Regions from separate parts of the Lactuca sativa genome. Here region 1 is linked to region 2. The links are chromatin contacts, called in public Hi-C maps. All regions are on one chromosome and are shown on one strand. The core of a region is the stretch at or near the end of the contact, and the rest is flanking DNA. Distances in the headings are between cores, read along the strand shown. Region 1 holds the start of LOC111895783 (hydrophobic protein RCI2B). Region 2 holds the start of LOC111895778.

Region 1 (5,855 bases), core at 3,059-5,558, 340 kb before region 2:
CTATTGGTGGAAGAGCACCACGTAATTCACACATACATTTCTTGTCAGTTTCCTTCATCATGGATCTTCATGTGATCATGCTATCAGAACTTGCAGTCGTACCAACATCGACTAACATTGCCTGAAAAAGCTCTCATCTTTTGATCGATATCATCAGATCTTCATCACTCCCATTCAGATAATCCTCCATCCTCCCAGAACATTGTTCATAATATTCTGGAATCAACATCAGAATCTTTTTTGATGATCCGAGCAAGTGAGAGAAATTAGACATGGTGTTCATATTGAAATTTGCCATTGTTGTATGGACTTCGAAGAAAGAGAATTTTTGATTCAAATAGAAATCTAAGAAGGAAATCAATCAGAGATTGATCAGAAATCAGAGTGTAGAATCAATTCAATACAATCAATTAACACCAATTTCATGATTCAATTTGTAGAATATTTTGAATTGGAACGAGCAATTGAAAAAAAATACGATAAACTTCAGTTGATTGAGTGAATCCCACTCTGATACCAATTGATGCAAGTTAGAGATTGATTAAGAACATGATTCAATCAATAAAAGTTGTAAGAAGACACAACATCTAAATATGATATGTTTTGGATCTATTACGTCTAAAGAGTACACAAGAAAATGAGAGTACAAAATCCAAATAACACTTAGTTCGTTCGTTCCTCTACTCTATGTACTTAGCCTATTTATAGGGTACAACCGACTCACAAAAAGATACAAGGATTAGACATTTAAATGTCGAAACTAAGATACCTTGTATATAGATAGATTGTCGAAACTACATTACTTTCGACACCTTACAGACTCTGACTACTTTCGACTCCTCACTACATACATTCGATCCAATATGGCATCTTATCAGTTTCATCTCTCATCATACTATGGTATCTTAACTTTCATCATACGATGACATCTTATAATTCTAATCATTACCCTTAATTACCCTATGTATTATATTCATGAAAATATATATACAACATAAGTCATATAAAATTTATCTTTATAATATTTCACCTAAAACATAACATCTTTGCACATAAGCATATATAGCATTCAATTATCTAAATAGTTCATGTCTATTTGTAAGATGAAAGTAACTATGCACTCAATTGATAAAAGAGGATGCCTCGCAATTTGGGCATAACTTCGCCTTAGTACTTTAGCTTTTCCTATGACATGACCTAAGTTCATATCACTGAAGTCTTGGTATTATATTCATGTGACTAATGATAGTATAGATTCCTCAGTAATCTGAATGTTTACAACAATATCTATCAAGTAAGGAATAACCATGTAGGATCATATCGAAAGTACGGTCCGTTTGGTATATAATGTTTGGAAATCCCACTTTAAATGTACACCTCGCTAAATCTAGCCTATACATCATCCTCGTTAGTAGATCAATCAATATAATGAGTTTGAAATTACTAATAAATCTTAATTATAGGTTCATAATAATAACTATGAGTATAATTACAAGTTACACTTAAAGCAGAGTAAGTGCAACTTAACTTATAAAGTATTTTAATGAAAACGGGGAATTGTGCAGACTGAACTGTGACACGGGAACTTCTATTCTCTAGTTATCTGACGCCGTAGGGCGTCGCTAAAGTGGTCAGGAACTAGAGAGTTTTCAGAGAGAGATAAGAGAGTATGGGTTGAGAAATGAAGGAATTTGAGGGGTATTTATAGTTGGATAAGTGTGTACCATGTATCGACAAGATGTGCATCGCACAATTCAAGAGACATTGATCCTGCCTCTTGCCGCCATAAGGTCCAGATTCGTCCACAACACCATCTCGGCAGCCTGTTGAGCATTGTGTCCCTCGCGCGCGTGCAAAATTTTGATTTTTCAAAAAATCATTTCTTCTTAATACGCGTAGCTATCAATGAGATCTACAATTTTCATTTAGAATCCATCAACTAATTCTCTCTTTATTTTTAAATTTATATTTTTAATAGACTTAGATTGTTAAAATCCGTATAAAAATCATAATTCTTGTATACGATATCCATTCTCGATTGTCTTTATATCAATAGATACCTATTAATGAGATCTTCGATGCTCGTTTAGAATGTTTTTCATAACGATCGACCGATTTGAATTTCGGTTTCTGTGCTAACACAGTTGCGTTGGATACTTCGAAAAATCATAACTTCCTCTCATGAAGTCAGATTTGGATGTTCTCTATATGCATACTCTCGGTTGAACAACTATTTGATTTTCGCTTAGATCATTTCCCCTAAATAATATTGCATTGAAAAATCTATTTATCGTCATGACGAATAATTATCCTATTATTGTTTAATCATCCAGCCCTATCTTATGGGTGTTACAACATGTGCATCCCAGGAGTTGTAGAAAAAGATGGTTTGTGACTACATTCAAATGTTTATCAGCAACAATAAAGGTTCGGATTTGTTGTTTGGTGACTTTAATACGATTCGAAGTGAGGCGGCGAATGATTTTAACAAATTTATTGTTGTAAATGATCTCTTTGAAGTTGTTATGGGTGCATTTTCTCTTACTCGTGTTAGTTCCAATTGTAGTAAGAAACGCAAGCTAGATCGCATTTGTATCTAGATGAACGTTTTGTATCGAATTGCAGTAAGAAAAGCAAGCTAGACTTGGTGTCTTTTTAATCAAATGTCGTATTGGATTATTGATGAGACCTTTTACTTTTTTCCTCCAGGATCAACAAACGAACCAGAGTTTAATCAGATTGTTAATTCTTATTGGAATAATTTATCTTGAGCTCGATGACGAGGGTGCTGCTATTCAATTGACGAACAAATTTAATAGCCTTAAACAAGCTATTTGGTTATGGTGGATACACCTTCAATTTTATTTCCGATTTGTGGTCTTGGCATTGAGTAGTTTGATCATCTATTCTTCAAGACCACATTTTAGAGCACGTTAAACCAAAGAGTCATATATAATTCATTTAATTAAATCTTATCCACATCATCATATATATATATATATATATATATATATATATATATATATATATATATATATATATATATATATATATATATATATATATATATATATAACATATGATTGATAATATGTAACATAATAATATGTATTGATCTAATTTACATCAACATTCAAGGACAACACACAACTGTATCCAAATCGGATACTGAAACCAAAACAAATGTAGAAAAAAAAATTACGACACATCAATTAGAAACTAAAAAAATCAAAAGGAAAACAACAAGTGAGACAAGAATATGGGTGTTCTATCTGATAAGAACCGATCCGATGCCAACAACCTAAAGAAAAAAAAACAACATAATTAGAATCTTTCTTGCTTTTTAATGTTCCATCACCATTTTATGCTCCAATAATCACAATAAAATTCTCATTTGAATAAATACTAGAGAAAATCAGCCCACGTGTTATGTTTTTTTTTTCAATTTTTTTTGTTTATACTTTTGGAACTATTTAGATATTTTTTTTGGAACAGCTGAAACTATTTAGATATTATCCGAAAAGAAGTTAGTGAACCTTACATAAAAGCTTTTTCTTTTCTCTTTCTTAAAGTATTAAACTAATATCGTTGATATTTATGGATTTGGTTAGATAAGCTTTTTCTTTTTTGTTTCTTAAACTATTAAACTAATATCGTTGATATTTATGGATTTTAAAAAGTAACAATAGAATTTGGTTACACTTGTGAACAATAACAACCGACATCTTTCTCGAAGTTAAAAAATTAGTAATAAATATATATTTTCATTGCTTATTACTTTGTTTAAAGAATAAAAAATGCATGATATACAATTATACCAAACAGAACTCTTACTTACCATAAAAATCACTTGGTGATGGCATAAATTGCATAAATAATCCCAGGGATCCATCCAAACAAAGTCAACAACACACATATCCAAAACTCCACCTGCAATCAACAATCAACAATCAGCATACATAGATTTCGCTTCTTCAATACTTTAATTCCTCGAAAAGTAATGAACTAAACATCAACAATTTCGAAATTTCACCTAGAATTCTATCTTAGATCAACCGATATGCATACAGAAGAAAGAAAAATAGACGAATTACTTGTTAAGAAACAGTAATCGAGTGAGAGCGATTAGGGTTTACCTGACACCCGAACTTGAAGAACACACCAAGGGGAGGAAGGATGATTGCGAGAATTATGTCAATAAAGGTTGCTGTACCCATCTTCTTTCTCTTGCTCTTTTGATTTCAACTTCGATTTGGATTTGGATTCCGATTTCGAGTCCGATGTGAATGTTAGTGATGTTTAGAAAGTTAGGCTTTGGTGACAATTTATAGCCTGTAAGATGAAAGGGGTTGAGTAGGACACGTGTCATATTCTGTGATCACAGTCCCTCCTTCCTCCACGAAAATTATGGTGTCAAAAGTTTATTTCTTACGTTTTCGATTTTTATTTTCTTTTTTAGTTTGAAATAAATAAATCTTCTTTAATAAATAATTTTTTTGGTTACATGTCACAGTTTTATTTATATTGTCACATCTTATTTTATGGTTATTTTAAATTAATTTTTATTTTAGATGTTATTTATGGATTTTTCATTTTATTAAGTTTGACATGGTAGTTAGATGTAATAATAAATAAGTATCAAATTTATTAATATATTTTCTTTTTAGTTTTAAAATTATTAAATTAAAACCTGGTTATTTCTTTTGTTTATTTATCTAAATTATTTGTTTAAATTTAAAATAAAAACACTTTAATTTTAATAAGTCAATATTTTTCTTATTTTTTTCCTTATAAATTCAAACTTCTCAAATATTTAGAATTTAATATTCAAATTTCTTTTTAAATAAACTCATGTAATATATAAATCTCACATCTAATATAATTATTTAATAAAATTATTTTATTTTTTTATGAAAAAAATTCTGGTTGGGTGTTTTATTTACTTATTAAAATTAAAATTAAAATTAAAATCTTCTCCTTCACGTCCGGATCCGGCCCACATGCCACCCACCACCCAGGTACCAGCCCAATAAAGTAAAAAGAGCCCATCGATCTGTCATTGATGCCCACTCACTATTCCCACGCGCCTATAGACACGTCAACTTACGCGCTTATATATCTTTTATTGAATTATATATACATATTTTTATATTCAATTAATACTCTTTAAAACTTAAATGAACTAAAGAAATTATTAAAAATTAAAAACAATAAAATAGAAAATAACTAAAAACATTAATCCACTTTTAGGCGCGTGGAAGACGTGTACACTGTTCAAACCTCGATGACGGACCGACCCATGTAACGTATAATGTTTGTCGACAGCACAATATTTGCATTTTCTTTTTTCATTTTTCCTTTTTTTTTGATCGACATGCATTGCATTGCCACCTCCTCCACATATATACAATTCACGTTTATTTATTATCTTTATTTTCCTTTCATAGATCTATTTGATTACTTTACATAAATAACTTTCATATTGTTATTTTCTTAATATATAATGTCTTATAAATGTGACTAATTGCTTTCTTTACTTTCCATAAATATTCTGTTTGATTACTTTACGTAGATAACTTTTCATATAATTATTTTCTTTTTGTGAATTGTATTATAAATGTGTGAGTATTTACTTTCTTTTTATAAATGTTATTAAAGTGTGATATAATAATCTTGTTCTTTTATAAAAAATGTTTTGGAAATGTAATGTAATCTAGGGATGAAAGTGGGTCCAAACCCGGACCGGATGAACCCGAACCTGGATCCGGAAAACCTAGAATCAGTTAACGAGATTTTGTAAAACCGGAAACCGGACCGGTGTATAGGAACCAATTCCGGGTACAGTACCAGATAAG
Region 2 (6,760 bases), core at 138-2,637:
CTTTAGTAACTGGGGTTTCTTCAACTGCCGCCACCTCAGTCGTTGGCTTTTCTTCAATGTTAACTGGTTCGGTTATCTTTTCTTCTACTTCAACTGAAGGCACTTTGGTTTCGTTATCGGTAGCCATTACTTCAATCTTTGCTTCTTCTACTTCAGCAGGTTCAGTTACTTTTTCTTCTGCTTCAACGGTTTCAATTGCCTTTTCTTCTGCTTCAACAGGTGTAATAGTTATCTTTTCTTCTGCTTCAATGGGTTCAGTGACCTTTTCTTCTGATGCAACGGGTTCAGTTACGTTTTCTTCGGCTGCAATGGGTTCGGTTACCTTTTCTTCTGCTTCAACGGCTGGAACTTCGGTTTTTATATCCTCAACGATCACTTCAGTCTTCGGGGTTTCTTCCTCTTCAACCTTCTTCACGTCTTCAACAGTAATAGGTTCAGTTATGGTTTCCTTGCATGTTTCTTCAGTTACAGTTACAGGCACTTCAACGGTTGGTGGAGATGGTGTGTCTTCGATCTTTGGCTCTTCCTTTTCAGCTAACGAAGTAACAACGTTTGGTGAATCTTTCACTTCTTCGGTATTGTGAGTTTCAACCTCTTGTTCAACTGCTTTGACATGATCTCCATCGATCGCTTTGCTGACTTCCTGCAATATATTTGAATATGTATGGTATTTACGTTCATCCCGTTTGTTATAAACTGCCATATCTTAGTATAACAAATTTTTTTAATTATTCAAGTACACGCCATGCATACTGAGTTATTGAACTAACTTTTTTTCAGGTTGGAAATTTGATCTGTTTTACAGGGCATACCCTGATATCCTCAAATCAAACAATTCTAAAAGAACTAATCCGTGTATATATTCTGACTAATAATAAAGAAACTCTTTTAGCATATATCCATATAATTAGATCAGATATTCATCCAATTAGATCCATGAAGAAACATATTACTCGACTAAGAGAAAATTAAGAAGTTACAAAAAACAGACAGCCAGATAACTACTAAGGTCGCTACTACGTTTAACTAAAGATGAACTCGTATAATCAAATCAAAACCAACCCCAATCAAGATTCAATCATATCATACCACGCACATATAATGAAGAACAGAGAAAATAAGAAACCCGAAATTCAAACCTCATGGAGAGCAGGATGATCGGCTACAGTAACCTCGGTAGTCATGGGTGCAGGATGGAGATGTTTGGTGTTTGATTTGGTCTTGTGAGAGAAGGTGAATTAAGAGAAAGAGAATGATAAGGTTGTCAAAAATGGAAAACAGAAAAAGAGTGGGAGAATGTATGTGAGAGGAAGAACCACAAATAGGGCTTAAAAGCAAGGAACTTTTTATGGGGGAGTGACTGGCATTCACATGATGGTTATCTGTCAATTATGTGTGAGTTGGAGTCCTTAAAATTAATTATAAAAAGATGAGGGAAAAGAGATAAATAATGAGATGTAGTTGTCAAAAGGCAAAGTGACAAGCTTTGTAAGGGACCATTTCATTTAACGGCTTTATTTTGTTTTGGTGGTATAGTTGTCTACCTTGTCAATTAGCGATCAACACATTATTTCATAACTCATGCACTTAAGCCATTTCTTTCTTCATTTCATTATATATATATATATATATATATATATATATATATATATATATATATATATATATATATATATATATATATATATATATATATATATATATATAAATTCTTTTATATTTTAATAAAGTTTTTACCATATATATTAATCGTATGTGATTAAGTTATTCATATATGATAAAATATTCTTATTCACATGTGATTAAGCTATTCAAATGTGATTAAACCATTTTATTTGCATATTATTAAACTATTCATATGTGATTAAATTTTGTTCTCACGGTTTATATTTCATAATTGTTTTTGTTTGAACTTTCTCCGTGTGTATATATATATATATATATATATATATATATATATATATATGTGTGTGTGTGTGTGTGTGTGTGTGTGTGCGTGCGCGCGCGCGCACGCTTAGTATCATTTGACAACTTAAAGATTCGTGAAAACATAAGAACAAGATGTTTTGTTGCTCTAATTGAACATGTGAGATAGGCAATTGAAGATGATGGTTTTTGTTGCTCTCAACTTCTTGAAAAATTAAGATATTCTTATTTTTTTTCATATATTTTACTTCACGAATATTTTTCTTGTATCATATTCCTCGAAAATACAAAATAGAAATTGTTTTTCTTTCTAAGATTCTTTAGTATTTTGATTTAAACTAGTTCATGAAATGTAATTATTTAGCATGCTATTAAACTAAATGATGTCTTTGTGTGTCATATTATGCCAAGAAAGATTTTTTTTTATTAAATAAAAAAATAATTTCATATTCATAAACATATTCATTTAGAATGCACATCATACTTCTAAACATATTTTATTAGAATGTTCAATTTAGTAAGAATCATTATCTCTTTTAATCAGATTTTTAATATATTAGTCAATTATGCCCTATAATCCATAATTTTCTCTTTTTAAATATAATTTATCTAACTAAAATACTTTTAGATGAAATTTATTTTATTATATACTATATGTTATTCTATTGTAATATTATAAACTTGATAGATATTATTTTTTTTCATCTATTAGTCCATAATGGTTGTTAATACCACACAATATTTTTTACCGGTTAACTTAACAAGTGTCTACTAGATCAGTAGTAATTAATCAGCTTGGACCTAACCGAATACCACCTTTTTAAATTAATAAATATATAACACTTTGTGAAATTGTTTCATTGCCGATATTACAACAAACACCTCTCAACTTTTATTACAAACATGTAGCATAGGGTTTTATTAAGATTCTATGGTTGCTGCCAACTTTTGAAAATAAAGCCTTTAAAACTAAATCAACTTATACCATTTTAAGAAAATATGATGTTAAAAGACAAAAATACCTAATCATGCTCTGTCCACTTCCTTTTTTTGTATAAAACAAATAGCATTTTTTGTTTTTTTGCTTAAAATGAATATAATTTTTTTTTTCACGAAATTTTAATCTATTATTTTAAGATTTAATACTCACATAAATAGTTGTGCGATTGATTGCAAACATTTTCTTTTGTTATATTAATGATATAAATAATACTATTCGTCTTTTACTTTTCTTGTACTGTATTATGAGTAATAGAACCTATATTAGGGTGACAAATCGGATTATTGTGTTGTGTTTTTGTCTGATACGACAATGTTTTATGTAACACGAAAACGATACGATACGATGTCATGTTTTTCTAACTTACACGAAAACGAACCGATCAAAAAATGACAAACACGAAACGACACGACAAAGATAACATAATAAAAAAATAGTTTATATAATTAATATTTAATCATACATAACACGGCAAACGACAAACACGACAAACACGAAAAACACGACAAATAAATGTTAAATCGTGTCAATTTCGTGTCGAATTTTAAACATGAACACGACACGACACGACATCGTGTTTTGTACACTTAACACGAACATGAATTCGAATTTCAGTTCTGTCTCAATTTCATTTTGTGTCGGGTATTTTTGTTGTGTCTTGTCAACAATTGTCACCTCTACCCTATATATAACATATATAACAGATATAGTCTATTGTTGAAAACATATCAATATTGTTTAATATTAAACCTCTTAATGGAACGAATTTTCACTCTAATTCATTTCAAATTTTTAATAATGTTATGTGTTTGGATTTTAATTTTTGATTCATTTACTCATATACTACCCATACCCATTTACGTTTATTAAATGGGTTGGATGTGGATCATTGTCGATTCGCTCCACTTTTAACATGTCTCATATATATATATATATATATATATATATATATATATATATATATATATATATATATATATATATATATATATATATATATATATATATATATATATATATATATATAAACTAATGTTTATTGTAGTGGGTTGGGAGTGGATCTTATTAAATGTATTCCTATTGGATTTTGATTGTTAACTATTAAGTAATGTTTATTCTAATGGATGTTGAGTATTTCATATTGTTTAAATAGACATTTTAACTTTTTTGAGAAATATTATATTGTGGCACACATCAAAATTATGAAATTAATGATGTAAAAAGATCGAGTTAATGGGTTGGGTATTCGTTGATTTGGTGGATACTTGTGATTTAGTGGATATGAGTATGGATTAGATTATTACAAACCCAAAGGGTTATTAGAACGGGTCGGGCTATGTTTTGAATTTTTTTTAAAGGGTTTGGATCAATGATGATTCACTCCAAGCCTGACCCATTGACATGTCTATTCAATGCTACGATTGAACTTTGAAGTCTCAATTGCGATCTGGTTAAGAGGAGGAGGGGGTGGGGGTAAGTTAATTTTAGAATGAAAAAATATTGGGAATGCAAGAATGAATCCATCCCACATATTTATTCATTGCCACTCTAGCGTTCCGGAGTACCATCGCGACGGGGCGATGTAATGTTCATATGTTAATATGAAATTTAGTATATTCATATATGAATATTACATACTGGCATCACCAACTCCGCTTTCCCCCACCACCTTCGTCAAGGCCATTTTTACTACCACTATAGCCACAACCATCACTTCTACTACCACTTCTTCTGCCTCCACTACCACCACCTCTGCCAGCTCTACCACCAATACCTACACCACTACCACTATAGCCACCACTAACCCTCCACCAATGCCACCACCATATCCACCTTGGTTATTTCGCCACCTCTACCACTACCGCCACTTCTGCTTCAACATACATCAAAATCGATTCAAACTCAAATGTAAACCTAAAACTTAATTCAAACCTCTAATCATTTAACACTCAAATTCCAACATAACTATTACATCCTTGAATGGAGGTGGGTACTGGTGACACACAATTTAAAAAGGAAGATTCAGGTAGGATCGTAAGAACGTGGGGTATGCTGGTTTTCGCAATCTAAAAGGAAGGGCATGAGGTATGTCAACAAAGATAAGAAGGAGGAGAATGTGCTTTCTGTAATTTTTTTTAAATGAACATGTAAAATGGTATTTCAAACAATCATAAGTAAACAAACGAACATAAACGAATAAACGAACAAACATAAATGAACATTCATAAACGTAAATGAACGAACGAGAGAATTGTTTATGTTCGTTCGTTTAACTAAACGAAAAATATATCTTAGTCATGTTTATTCGTTTATTAAATAAACGAACATGAACAAACTTTTCACCAAATGGTTCACGAACGGTTCATCAAATGTTCAGTTCGTTTACAACCATAGTATTCCCTTTCTTCTTTGGAATTTTGTTGGTTAGAGAAGATAACCAAAAAATTGATAATGGCCGAAAAAGAAGAAAGTTAGTAAACATTTTCAAAAGTTAGTTCGGTAAATGGTGTAATAAAATACGAATTTAATGTTTTCTTCTTGGACAATAAATGTAAGTTTACTGATGTTTTTTTTAAAAGGTAAACCGGTTATACCTACAATAGCTGCAATAGCCGATCATAAAGGTAAATCGGTTATGCATGTAATACTCAGTTATAATGATATTTATTGAACAACAAATATGAATTTAATTGGAATCATTTGTGAAAAAAGTGACTAAATATGTAATAAGTCATAATTCATTACCTAAAAAAAAAATCATATTTCTTTAGTTGTTCGAGTTTGACTTCTCTATTTTAAATGAAATTTTTATTTTTATTTGTTGAGAAAAAATCAATAAAATCAATTTTCTCTATGTTACACCGTTTCTACTTGAATAATCTAATAAAAAACAATGTATTATATAGAGATGATATTTACGGTCTTATTGTTTGAAATAAAAAATTAAATTTTGTTGAAGGACATAGAAAGACTAAACTTTATTAGGGAAACAATTTTTATTTAATGGAAAGTAGGTCGAGTTGGTTTGGTTTATGGCTAAGACTAAACCAGACTATAGAAGGTCAGTTTTTTTAATTTTAATACTCATATGGGTTCGGTTTTTTTATCGGTCAATTTTTTGGTTTGGATTTATATGTTTTCGGTTTGAAACCGTGAGTTTTGTGGGTTCACAGTTTTCTGATTTTTTTAGTTCAAATCAATTGAAAGAAGGCTGCTATAAATGATACAGTACCCAATTTAAACATACTAAAATAACTATGCAAGGATAAATAGGGTAAAAGTATTAAAATAACTTCAATTTTGTCTAGGAACATATCATAAATCAAACATAGTAACATAGTTATTATTTCTTAAACATAATATATATATATATATATATATATATATATATATATATATATATATATATATACACACACACACACGATGGGTAGGTGTTGGGTCGATTTTTAAACTCATGGGTTAGTTCAGTTTTACTGGGTGGATTTATAATAAAAAACCAAATCGAACCACTAATATCATTTTTTATAAAATAAACACACACTATATTGATTTTTGTGGGGTATATGGTTTGGTCGATTTTTTGATTTTGGGTTTAGTTTTTGTTTTTCTTTTATAGAAAGTAAATAATGGAATAATACAGATTGGACTTATTTTTTAATTATAAATTTATTTAATGTTCATATACTTTTATAAAAATTAAATTATATTAAAAATTAAACTAAAATTTATTAAATATTGTGTTTTAAAAATATTTCATTATAGATTTTATAGTTTATTTGCTATTTTTTCTTATTAATCTTAATAAATATTCAACTTTTATATATTTTATAC

What was found. Hi-C and Micro-C count contacts between places; a contact is called where the count stands out from the background.
Region 1: a Hi-C map of leaf shows a contact between it and region 2, with 5 times the contacts expected there. The contact joins the promoter of LOC111895783 here to the promoter of LOC111895778 in region 2. A contact is called at or near these places in 4 of 4 Hi-C or Micro-C datasets (bud, leaf and seed).

Annotation. Positions count from the first base shown.
Region 1 is chr9:153,205,766-153,211,620 of Lsat_Salinas_v11, reverse strand. LOC111895783 (hydrophobic protein RCI2B) reads right to left here and starts at 4,308. Exons shown (of 3, transcript XM_023891848.3): 1 at 4,137-4,308; 2 at 3,839-3,930; 3 at 3,084-3,301. The coding sequence starts at 4,217. The coding sequence ends at 3,847.
Region 2 is chr9:152,863,641-152,870,400 of Lsat_Salinas_v11, reverse strand. LOC111895778 reads right to left here and starts at 1,387. Exons shown (of 2, transcript XM_023891843.1): 1 at 1,140-1,387; 2 at 1-643. The coding sequence starts at 1,184.